2 separate regions of the Zea mays genome follow, and region 2 is linked to region 1. Evidence: chromatin contacts called from public Hi-C data. All regions are on one chromosome and are shown on one strand. The core of a region is the stretch at or near the end of the contact, and the rest is flanking DNA. Distances in the headings are between cores, read along the strand shown. Region 1 holds the start of LOC103652042 (RING-H2 finger protein ATL70). Region 2 holds the start of LOC103650268 (Core-2/I-branching beta-16-N-acetylglucosaminyltransferase family protein).

What was found. A called contact is a pair of places that touch in the nucleus more often than the background predicts.
Region 2: a contact with region 1 is called in a Hi-C map of tassel, with 2.3 times the contacts expected there. The contact joins the promoter of LOC103650268 here to the promoter of LOC103652042 in region 1. A contact is called at or near these places in 2 of 25 Hi-C or Micro-C datasets (ear and tassel).

The regions. Positions count from the first base shown.
Region 1 is chr3:111,787,399-111,793,099 of Zm-B73-REFERENCE-NAM-5.0, reverse strand. LOC103652042 (RING-H2 finger protein ATL70) reads left to right here and starts at 2,765. Exons shown (of 1, transcript XM_020550267.3): 1 at 2,765-4,135. The coding sequence starts at 3,575. The coding sequence ends at 4,030. It overlaps mbd105 (methyl binding domain 105), which reads right to left. Exons shown (of 3, transcript NM_001111704.2): 3 at 4,218-5,701. The coding sequence ends at 4,644.
Region 2 is chr3:112,320,126-112,325,826 of Zm-B73-REFERENCE-NAM-5.0, reverse strand. It overlaps LOC103650268 (Core-2/I-branching beta-16-N-acetylglucosaminyltransferase family protein), which reads right to left and starts at 2,290. Exons shown (of 2, transcript XM_008675877.4): 1 at 676-2,290; 2 at 1-125. The coding sequence starts at 1,811. The coding sequence ends at 726.

The sequences.
Region 1 (5,701 bases), core at 1,516-4,015:
GGGAGCCAACTCAAATCAATATGAGCAAGGGAACTTTTAGAGAGAGGAAAGAAGGGAAAACAAATCAAGTGGAGATCAACACAAATGAACACGGCGATTTGTTTACCGAGGTTCGGTTCCAAAGAACCTAGTCCCCGTTGAGGAGGCCACAAAGGTCGGGTCTATTCCAACCCTTTCCCTCTGTCAATCGGTCACACGGACCGGTCCAGTGCTTCTCCTTAATCACTTGGGTCACTAAGACCCCGCAAGGATCACCACACACTTAGATGTCTCTAGCTAGATGTCTCTGGCTAGCTTTACAAAGCACTTAGAAGAAGTAGAGTGGGAAGGAGAAAGCAATCCAAGCAACAAAAGAAACACAAAACACCCTCTCTCAAGTCAATAAGCAATTGAGTTGATTTTGAGCCTTAGAGAGGATTTGATCTTTTGGATGTGTCTTGTAGTGAATGCTTTTGCTCTTGTATTGAATGCAGAGCTTAGAAAACTTGGATGGCTTGAATGGTGGTGGTTGGAGGGTATTTATAGCCCCAACCACTATTCTAGTCGTTGTTGTCGATAGCACACCGGATAGTCCGGTGGTGCACCAAACATGACACTGTTCACTGTCCGGTGCCTGCCACGTGAGTAGACCGTTGGGGTTTGGAGCGGTTGACCATTGAAGTCTCTTGTATTCTTGTGGCACCGAACAGTCCGGTGGCACACCAGACAGTCTGGTGCATTCTGACTTCGCAGCTCTGACTTCTGACTTGCGCACTATTCACTTTTATTGTACATCGCAGTCGACCGTTGGGCGCAGTTGATCGTTGCTCCGTTAGCTCACCGGACATGTCTGATGCACACCGGACAGTCCGGTGAATTATAGCGGAGCGATTCTCAAAAAAACCAAGAGCGACCAGTTTGTGGGGATGCTTGACCTAGGTACCGGACAGTGTCCGGTGCGCCATTGGTAGCACCTCTACTTGTCTTTTGCTCCAAACTTTGAAGAGTTCCCAACTCATTTTCTTTGTTGGTTTATGTTGAACTTTATGCACCTGAGATAATAGACAACTCGGCAAACAAGTTAGTCCACGTGGTTTGTGATCGACGTCAAACACCAAAATCGATTATAGAAAATGTATAAGCTCATTTCCCTTTCATCCCCCATAGATCCCCTCCAATTCCATATCCACCAAACCAGCCCTAAAGCGGCAGAGCCACCCTCGACTTATCGTGGCCAATATGAAGAGGGTCTGCTTGACATCGTGTGCCCACACAGAAGAAAGAGGTGGTTCAAAAAGGTCAAGATGCATGTCGCCGTCCACGAATCTTAATTAGCAGCCACGTCATCGTCTGCCATCTATCCCTACATTACCTGGTGTCGAGCACAAAAAACGTCCTTGCAGACGGTCCGACCCTGAGGCCAGACGCTCTGTGGTCCAGACTGTCCGACATAGCGGTGCAGACCATCCGCGCATGCGCAGAATCAGTTAGGATTCTAAATTTCTTGCGAGATGTGTTAGCTAAACCTGCGGGGTTAACTCGACAACCGACTTGTAACGGGTCTAGACCTCTCCCGTTATATAGATGAAGGGATATGACCGGTTGAACCCCCAACAATCGACACATTCAATTCTACTTCTCGTTTTACCTTATGCATTAGGACTAGTTCTAGTTTAGCCCTACTTTAGTCTCCCTCTACCTCAAATCTTCACATCTCTTCGACTCTACGTCGACTAGAGACATCTTGGATGGCCTGCCGATGACAAGACACACCCTAGGATCCTCCTCCCAGACGAGGTCCCTCCCGGGAGGGGAGATCTAGGTCTGTTACGAAGAAGACCCTCTACGTCATCGCGGACCGTTGGGACATACGCAGAGGAGGAGTCGCTCCTGCACCTAGGTCGTGGACCGTCCGACCCTGCGCCGCGGACCGTCCGCGCTTCCGCAGAAAGCACCACGAGACGGTCCGTTCCAGTGTTTGGTGCCCAGATCGATGGCAACACCTGGGTAACAACACACGTATAGCTGAAGGGTTGATCACAGATGCAATCATGTGAAATATATCACGAAAGCAGAAATAATCTCATGTAATAATTGCTTGCATAAGCTGAATCGACATATACTTAATTAGTTTAATTACAACAATGGAAAAAAGATAACCAGTTGGATCCTCTAGTCCTATTCATACAACCTTAGAACAAGATAACAGTTTAATCTACCAATGCTATTCATATCTAATTTATCCTGTTAGTCAAATACTGAAACCGTACATATTACGGTTGCCTAGCAACAATAGATACATGCAATATACTTACAATACGTCTATCAGCGAGTTTTTTTTACAGTTGGCAATGGGTACAAACCTGTTACGTATCACTTGTCCTAATATGTACCCACGAATAAAATGTCTGCTAAAAAATCATACCCATGACCAATATAAAATTTTGACATACAATACTAATTTTAGTTTAAACTTTGTTACATGAAGTTTATTTCAACTAGAACATATTAAATTAATAATATTATGAGACATATGTGTAAATTATGTTGATTTTAATGCGGATTTTAAAAATTCATGGGTTTGCGGGTATGGACAGTGGAATAAACCCATTCTCACATATCTGTTGGGTTCCATTTGAGTCTATTAACAAACCCATGAATAGAGAAATTAGCATAAACACATGCCCTAAAAGAGTTAAAACACACTGAATTTCGGGTAGCGGGCAGGTACTCTTTGCCATCTCTAAGTTATGTTCTATTTCAATTGATGGCAGAGCTTCGGCATTACATTAAAGACAAAACAGAGTGCCACCACGATCTACCATCTCCTTCTCCCAGCCAATGTTTTTTTCTTGTTTTCTAGAGTAAACAAGAAGAGTCAGAGAGCCGGTGACACCACGACCTTTGCATGCAAGTTCAGGTTTGAGTTCGAATTCTGAGTTTCTGACAATCGTATACCTCCCAAACAAGCCTGGAACGGCAACTCATGTTTCCGAGCCCGTCGTAGATGTAAATAGAAGACAAATTGTATGGCGATCAACGTGCAACCTTCGTGATTTTGACAGCTTATCAGTTACGGTTTAGCTTAAAATAAAATAAAATTAAGGGTGGTTTAGGGCCCACGGTGGCACCAAGTTAGCTCCGCCTGTACTCCCACTTCCGCCCTAAACAAGGCGGATAAATAGCCTGTTCGTTCAGCGCGCGATGTCACGCTTGACGCATGTTCGTGCAAAAGAAATCGTTTTTTTTTTGTTTTGTTTTTTGCAAGTTGCAACAATGTTTGCGGCTATACATGAGCCTATAATCGTTGAAGCCTACGAACTATATAATAATTTCCAAAGTTTGAGACTCGGTTCAACTGCGCAGGAGGACTAGTGATGATGAAGGTGTAGATTCTGCGTCACTTCACGACGTCACTGTCGCCGGGTGCCATCAGGGCATGTCCCGGCCATGCGACCCCATCCACACAAGCAACCACTGAGCAGAGCGCCACCTCCCTCCGTCACCCCCACCCCCACCCCACTCGCATCCCACGCAACGCGGAGCATCGCCTCGCCGGGCAGCCAGCCAAGCTCGATCACTCGACCGCCGCGGGATGGTGAGGCTGGAGGCCGCCTTCGCCGTCGTCAGCGTGCTGGCCGTGGTCACCGTGGCCGCCCTGCTCCGCGCGTGCTCCCGCCGCGCCGCGCCCGCGCGCCTGAGGGACGACGACGAGGCCCGCCGCGCACACCGCCGCACGGTCACCGCCGTGTTCGTGGGCGGCGTGGAGGACGTCGAGGCGGGGCTCGACGAGGCCGCGCTCCGGGCGCTGCCCAAGGTGGTGTACGGCGACGAGGAGGCGGCCACCAGGGCGTGCTGCGCGGTGTGCCTGGGCGAGTACGCCCCCGGGGACGTGCTCCGCGTGCTGCCCCAGTGCGCGCACGCCTTCCACCAGCGCTGCGTCGACCGGTGGCTGCGGCTGCACCCGACGTGCCCCGTGTGCCGCTCGCCGCCGGTGACCACCCCCGTCGCCGCCGCCGCCAAGCCTTTGGCCGTTGCCCCGCTGTCCTGAGCTGCTGCTGTTTACTACTCAGCAGATTCCGGGGTACAAGATGTAAAATACAAGCATTGTTTTGTACTAGCATAACAGCATATAGAATGGAAGAAAGTTGAGAAACATCCATTCCAGCCGCGAGCAGCCACACGAATTCAGAGAGGCATCAGCATCACATCCAGCAAATAGCATCGGGTTCTGATTAGATCCAAACAAACTGCTGTTTCTGGCTGGGTGCGCTGGTGCGGAGATGGGTACCCCGCACCCATAGATACCCAGACACTTATTATTTTTCATGCATGCAACTGGTTCTGCAAGTTTGACAATACACATACAAACATTAGAGCGGAGTAATTAATACATGGCCTAAGGTTAACATGTTTACGCGGTTAGGTACCATACAACCACAAGAAGATGATACATGTATGGCGGCGACAGCAGCCATACAAAACAGCTAAATGCAGAGCCTAATTACCAACCTGTCACCCAGCAGCGTCAGACTGACTAATTAACATGCTTACCGTTCCATAGACTTTTTAACTGATAACAATGTGAATGCGAATGCGAATGTTTGTTCCTAAATGAGATACACGGCGCCGGAAGGGGTTCAGGTTTTTCCGGCGTTGCGGCTTCAGGTGCACTTCACCGTCGAGTGCGGCAGCTGTCCATTGTTCACGGGCTGGCTCTCCTGGCTTCCGTCTTTGTCGGTGGAGTTCTCTGCTGGAGCTCCAGGTGCTGGATCGGCGGCAGTGGCCTTGGTTCCAGGTGCTGGATCAGTAGCAGCAGCATCTGAGTTGGTTCCAGGCACTGGAGCAGCAGCAGCAGCAGGCTCGGCATCTGATTTGGTCTCAGGCGCTGGAGCAGCAACGGCAGCAGGCTCGGCGTCTGATTTGGTTTCAGACGCTGGAGCAGCAACAGCAGCAGGCTCGGACTCTGATTTCATCTCAGGAACTGGAGCAGCATCAGCAGCAGGCTCAGCATCTGATTTCGTTTCAGGCACTGGAGCAGCAACAGCAGCAGGCTCGGCATCTGATTTGGTCTCAGGCACTGGAGCAGCAACAGCAGCAGGCTCGGCATCTGATTTGGTCTCAGGCGCTGGAGCAGCAACAGCAGCAGGCTCGGCTACTGATTTGGTCTCAGGAGCTGGAGCAGCAACAGCAGCAGGCTCAGCGTCTGATTTGGTCTCAGGCGCTGGAGCAGCAACAGCAGCAGGCTCGGCGTCTGATTTGGTCTCAGGCACTGGAGCAGCAACAGCAGCAGGTTTGGCGTCTGATTTGGGCTCAGCAGCTGGAGCAGCAACATCAGCAGGTTCAGCAGGAGCAGGGGCCGAATCCTCAGTTGGGTTGCTTGCTGCAGCTTCAGGCTCAGCTGGCTTGACATCTTTCTTCTCCTCCGATGGCACAGGAGGAGCTGCAATAGCTTCTGCCAGTTCTTCAGTTTGTTTCTTATCTTCTTCCATTGGTGCTGGTGCAGGAGCATCAGCCATGTCAGCATCTTCTGTTTCAGCAGAGGCCCCCTTCACCTCTTCAGCAGGCTTCATCTCCACATCAGTCTCCTTTGCGGCATCTTCGCTTGGGGCCTCCTCTGCCTCCTTGCCAGTTTCAGCATCTTTGGCTTCTTCGGTCTCAGGGGTTTCCTTCTTCCCCTGCTTACCCTTCCTACCACTGGAGTTCCTGCTGCGCTTCGGGA
Region 2 (5,701 bases), core at 1,041-3,540, 530 kb before region 1:
GCGTGGCATCGATCTTTTGCCAAAGAGCAACTGCAGGTGCAGAAGAACAAGGTAGGTTCGGTGCTGAAGAATTCCAAAGGGGGGATGGATGGGGTCAGCTTACGCTTGTTCATCACATCACAACCCTGCAGGGGAATACGAAATTTCCGTTATATTCTTTTCATGAACCTGATCCATGACCCCCCAGCTTAAGACCAAGAAATGGGCCATACAGCGGCAAATATGGTCTTGCAATCTTCTGCATGCTATCAGAGTTAATACTACGTTATGTTCTTCTACAGGCTAAACAGTCTGCAAGCATGTGAATGTGAAGAAGTAAGGTAACATCCTACAACTATCTGTTTTGTTTACGAAATATATGCATTGAAGCAAATAAACCCAGATGCAACCAAATATGAAATGCCCAACTTAATACAATTACTAAGCTATTACTCTTGCAAGTTAACGGTTCCAAAAGTTTTTTGTGTGAATACGTAAGGTGGTAAGGCACTACCGCACTCTACAGTCTTAATATGAGAGGTTAATAACGTTTCTGTAAGTCAGTTGAAAGGATTTATTTGAATCAAACACACCCCCTGATTATGATCAATTTCCTATCCGTGCTCTCTGTTTTCCATTGCAACCTAACGAAACTTGGCACAGTAGAAACTGGAACAAATGCAGGACGTTATTTACCTCAGCTCTTCCGGTCGTGCAATGCAAACGGAGGGATGCTAAGAAGCAGCCTAGTCACGGAGAATGACAGAGTCGGCAATCTCCATGAGCGGCGCAAGGCATCCAGGCGCGAATTTGCGCGCAAACATGTGGGAGTATGTGCCATTGGACTTCCTGAGGTCCCTGATGAGCTCCGGGGACACCTCCTCCGGCTGGTACGTGTGCGGGTGGCCGTCAAAGGAGTCGGTCCAGTTCACCCTGGTGAGCGTGAACTTGGTGCATCCTGCGGGGTCCTGCATGTCCAGCAGCGTCGGGAAGTAGTGCTCCTCCGGGTAGCACGAGTGCTTCCTCTTGACGAGACACGGCAGCTTGAACTTGTTCCAAAGCCTCCTGTCCCTGACCACCATGACAGCGTGCCTCCTGGTGAGCACGAAGAACTGGGAGCCGACGCGGAAGCTCTCGTAGGGCACCTCCGGGAGCATGGCGTCGTCGCCGCGCGCGTAGTAGCGGTCGTGCAGAGTGGGCTCGGCGTCGAGGATCTCGATGAAGCTGCGGTGGCGGCCGCGCGGGCCGGCAGTGTCAGCGGTGAGCGTGCGGTAGAGGGCCGGGAAGGGCCGCAGCGGGACGCAGGACTGGGAGAGCATCGCGAAGAAGTGGTTGGCCGGGTCGTCGAGCAGCGCGGTGGCGAGGAGGCGGCGCGCGGCGGAGATGAGCGTGGCGGAGGCGCGCTGGGTGGCCTTCCCCCGGATTACGCGGCCGCGGAAGGAGGGCGTGGGCGGGAGGGCGAACGCCGCAGCCGGGTCGGCGTGGACGTAGACGTTGAGGAGGCCGTGGTGGCCCGCGAAGAACCTCTCCCAGAGCGGGGCGAAGACGAGGTCGGAGTTGGTGAGGAAGAGAAAGGCCACCTTCTGCTTCCTCTGTCGGCGGTGGGCAGCGCCGAAGAAACGCGAGGGGGAGGCGGGGCCAGCGCCGGCCTTGGAGGAGGGCGCGGCGGAGAGGAGCACGGCGCGGCGGAACAGCGCGAGGTCCTCCGTCTCGTCGGCGTCCGGGATGGCCGGGAGCGCGCGGGGCGGGATGAGGCGCGGCGCGACGAGGAAGACGGCCGGGACGGACAGCACCAGCAGCAGCAGCAGCGACAGCACGTAGGGCGGCGCCATCTCCCCTGCTGCTCCTCAGCCTTGCGACTGCGATCCTGTGGCCGGACCAGAAGGGAGAACGGGATACGAAACCCCCGCGGGGCGCGGCTCGGATCAGGAGCGGTCGGCTCCCTCTCCCTACGACGAGCGGGCCGGATCTCGCCGCCGCAAGAGCGCGCGAATTCGGGAAACCCGCGAACCAGGACAGGGTCAGGAAACGGTAAGGGGGTAAAGCAGGCAGGCGCAGCAACGGGAACCGGCGGAGGGAAACGGGGAATGTCGATTGGCGACGACGTGCGGCAGCGGATCCGAGGAGGGTGCAGAGCCCAATCGCGCGGCGGGGCTCTGGGGCGAGGGCGGCGGGGGGAGGAGTGGAGACGAGGCAGAGAAGGGGTGACCGGGTGAGGTGGGGAAAGTGGAAGGGGGACGAGGGAGTGATGAACGATGGCGCTCGCTGCCTTTTATCCGGACACAAGGGGTACCGTAAATATAATATCCGTAAATATAATATCCGTGCAATCAATCATCTTAATTAAATGATTTGATGTATCCCAATTCCCATTAAAATCCAATAATAATTAATAGCTTATTGGTTCGGATTAAAGTTAGGTGTTTAAAACGGTACAACTCTAATTTATAGAAACAAAAATACTATAAAAATAGTAGAAACGGGTAGGGATTAAAGTCAAATAAACAGGATGCTTTTGAAGTACTTGTGTTTGATAAGGCACATAATCATATTTGATGGTATTAATTATTGTTATATTTGATGGTATTAATTATTGTTATGGCATACAATGATATTTAATGTGGTGTTATTGATTGAATTGGGCCAGGTGTTACTAGCAGTGATGTGTCACTGATAGAGATGGCAACGGGTATAAACCCGCTGGGTTTTGCCGTCCCAAACCTGTACCCGTGAAAAATATCCATGCCCATTAAAAACCCGTACCCATGACGGGTTTGAGATTTTGCCCAAACCCGTACCCATCGGGTTAGCGGGTACCCATGAGTTACCCGTGGGTTTCATCTCCAATATACTTGTTCTTCTCATAATCAATAAGTATCGTAATGATTAATGAGATCATGATCCAAAATCTATGTAATGAACAACGAGTTCATGATTTGGTATAAAAATTATTAGTAGAGAGAATGAAATACAAATAATAAGTTGTATAATTAAGTGACCTTGCACTAAGTTATCCATCCACCACATATATAACGCTAGTAAAAACTATAATAGCAAGCAAGCAACACTCTCATCGACTACTGATACATTCATCAATTAATAAAAATTATGAAGTAAATAAGGAATAACAAGTTTGTTGGTCATTTATAAAATAAAATGACAATATGCACTAGGTTTGGTCGGGTTTAAAAAACCCACGGGTTCACGGGTTTGGGTACTATAGGAACAAACCCGTACCCATAAACCCGCCGGGTATAGATTTATGCCCATTAACAAACCCATGGGTATGAAAATTGACCCAAACCCGTACCCTAATGGGGTAAAAACCCATCGGGTTTCGGGTTTTGGGTACCCATTGCCATCTCTAGTCACTGACAAGAGAACCTAATAAGCCAGTCTAGAGGGTAAATAAATTTAACATCAAATTAAATATACGATCTATATACCAGATATTAATATTAAATTAATAAAAATAAATATTATAATTTACTTTATGCAAAAGGTTGAAAAAGGTACGAGTTGAAAAAAAACTCGACTCTCTTTCTTTATAGCTCACTCGATCGTTCGTCCTCCTTCATTTAATGGAGTGGTACTATATAAAAGTGTCACACTGCATATGGCTTCGTATCGTGTTGAGTTTGAATGATTTTTTATATCATATCTATAGTATAACACCCTCAATTTAGGGGTATAAAATTTCTTCTCTAAATGCGTACCAAATTCAAGTGTTATCATTGTCTTTCTCTCTAGTCACCCCTCTCTCTTCCTTTTTAATAGAATTGGGTTACTTAAGTGAGGGATTAGTTAATTACTTTGTCAAAACTATATGAGTCATGAATTGTTGCATCATGCTGAGCCTAGAATATTCTTTGAATTGATGCACATGTTTGAGTGGGTTTGAATTTGAAACTTGGTTTGAATTTGATTTGAAAACCCTAGAGAAAATAAAAAGAAAAGCATTAAGAAAATCCCTGAAAAAAGAAAAACTCATTTCAGCCCAAGCCGGCCCAACTCGGCCTAGCCAGGACGCCAGCGCGCTTCTTCGTCGCTTGACAGGTGGACCCCACCTGCCAGCGACCGCCTGCGTCCGCACACGCGCGCTCTCTCTCCCTCTCTCCCTTCCCGCTGCCCGATGCGACCGACCTGTCGGCGCCAACCCACCCGCGCTCGTGGCCGCTCTCGCTCGCTGCTTGGTGGGACATTCCTGTCAGCGCTGACCGCCCGTTCGCCCGCTCACCCTCGCTGGTCTACGGACCCCACCTGTCAGCCACTCCCCTCTTCCCTAATCTCCTACCCGCACTCTTCGTCGTGGACGCGCCCACGACCGCGCGTTTTCTGGCCATGACCCTCACGCCCGAGCCCTTTTCTGCAGCCCACGCCCACGCACTCACTCCCCTCGCCCAGTTGCGCTCTCACCTGAACTCCCTCGCTCTCTCTCTCGCTCTGTGCACGCGCCCGTGGAACTCCGTCGAAGGTTCGCCGTCGTTTCGTGGCCGTCGTTGAGCGTTTGTCGCGTCCGTTGCCTCGGCCAGCAACGCGGGACACCTTCCGGTTTGCCCTAAGTCTCTCTGTTTTGCCCGGTCCGTGCTCACCAGCGTTCTCCCCGTGCAGTCAAAGCCCGCCGCCGTCGACCCAAGGCAACCCTGCGTCCCCGCCGTTGCTCAGGTGCTCCAGAGTTTCCTCTCGAGGTGAGCAATCCCCCTGCCCCTATTTCCCCGTTCGTTGCTTTGTTCTTTGCGCGATTGCACGCTGGAGAAAGCTCACGCCGCCATTGGGCCACTCCGCCGCGTTCTGCATCCTCGGGTGCCTCCGCATCGGCGTTGTACCCACGATTGAGTCCGCCGTGTTGCCCTAAGTGCGCCTGAGCCCTTCCCCAGTCCCCTAGACCTTCATCATGACCGTGCTCTCGTCTCCGGCGAGACCTCGCCGTGGAGACAAGCGGCGCCGCCGCGATTAGGACCGGCCACCCTGACCGCGCTTGTCGTTGGATCCCAGACGTCCATTCGAGATCTGGCGGTCTGAGTTTAATTAGAACCGATCTAACCTCAGCCATCCGTTTCAGATCTGACCGCTCAGAGCTCCCCCTCACCTGCGCCCCTGGCGCTGGGCCCGGTCTGTCAGCCCTACCTCAGGTCGCTGACGCCCCTGCCCGGCCCGTCAGCGCTCGCCGTGTATCACTCTGGTGTTACTGTTACTAAAACTTGAGCATAACATCATGAGCATTGTCATATCATGTGTTTGTTACACCTAGAATGCATTCACTAGGTAAAATCTCAAATAAGTTGTGATGTTATGAGTTGAAGTGTGGTTAACCCTAGGGTAGGGTAATAAACCCTAGGTTAGGGTTTAGGGAGGTAAGTGAAGTCCAAATTGAACAAAACCTCAAAAACCATGAGAAATAGCCATAAGGGCTTAAAATTTAGAGACTTTAGTGACACCAAAACCCTAAAGTGCTAAAAACCCTGAAAAGACCCTTGGAAAACCCTAAATTGGAACCCTAGGGGGTTAAGTGTACATTTTGTGCACTTTGAAAGGGAAATGTGCCCTTGGGCCATTTCTATAATGTTTTGGTGATTAAGTGTCCAACACATAGCAAGTGATTAGCTATGTGCCAAACAAGCAAGAAGTGCAAATCATGTAACAAGGTACGTTTCTAGACTTAGTACATTGTTTTGAATAATAACATATTTTGTCTAAGTGCAAGAAATAGGGAGAAAAGATT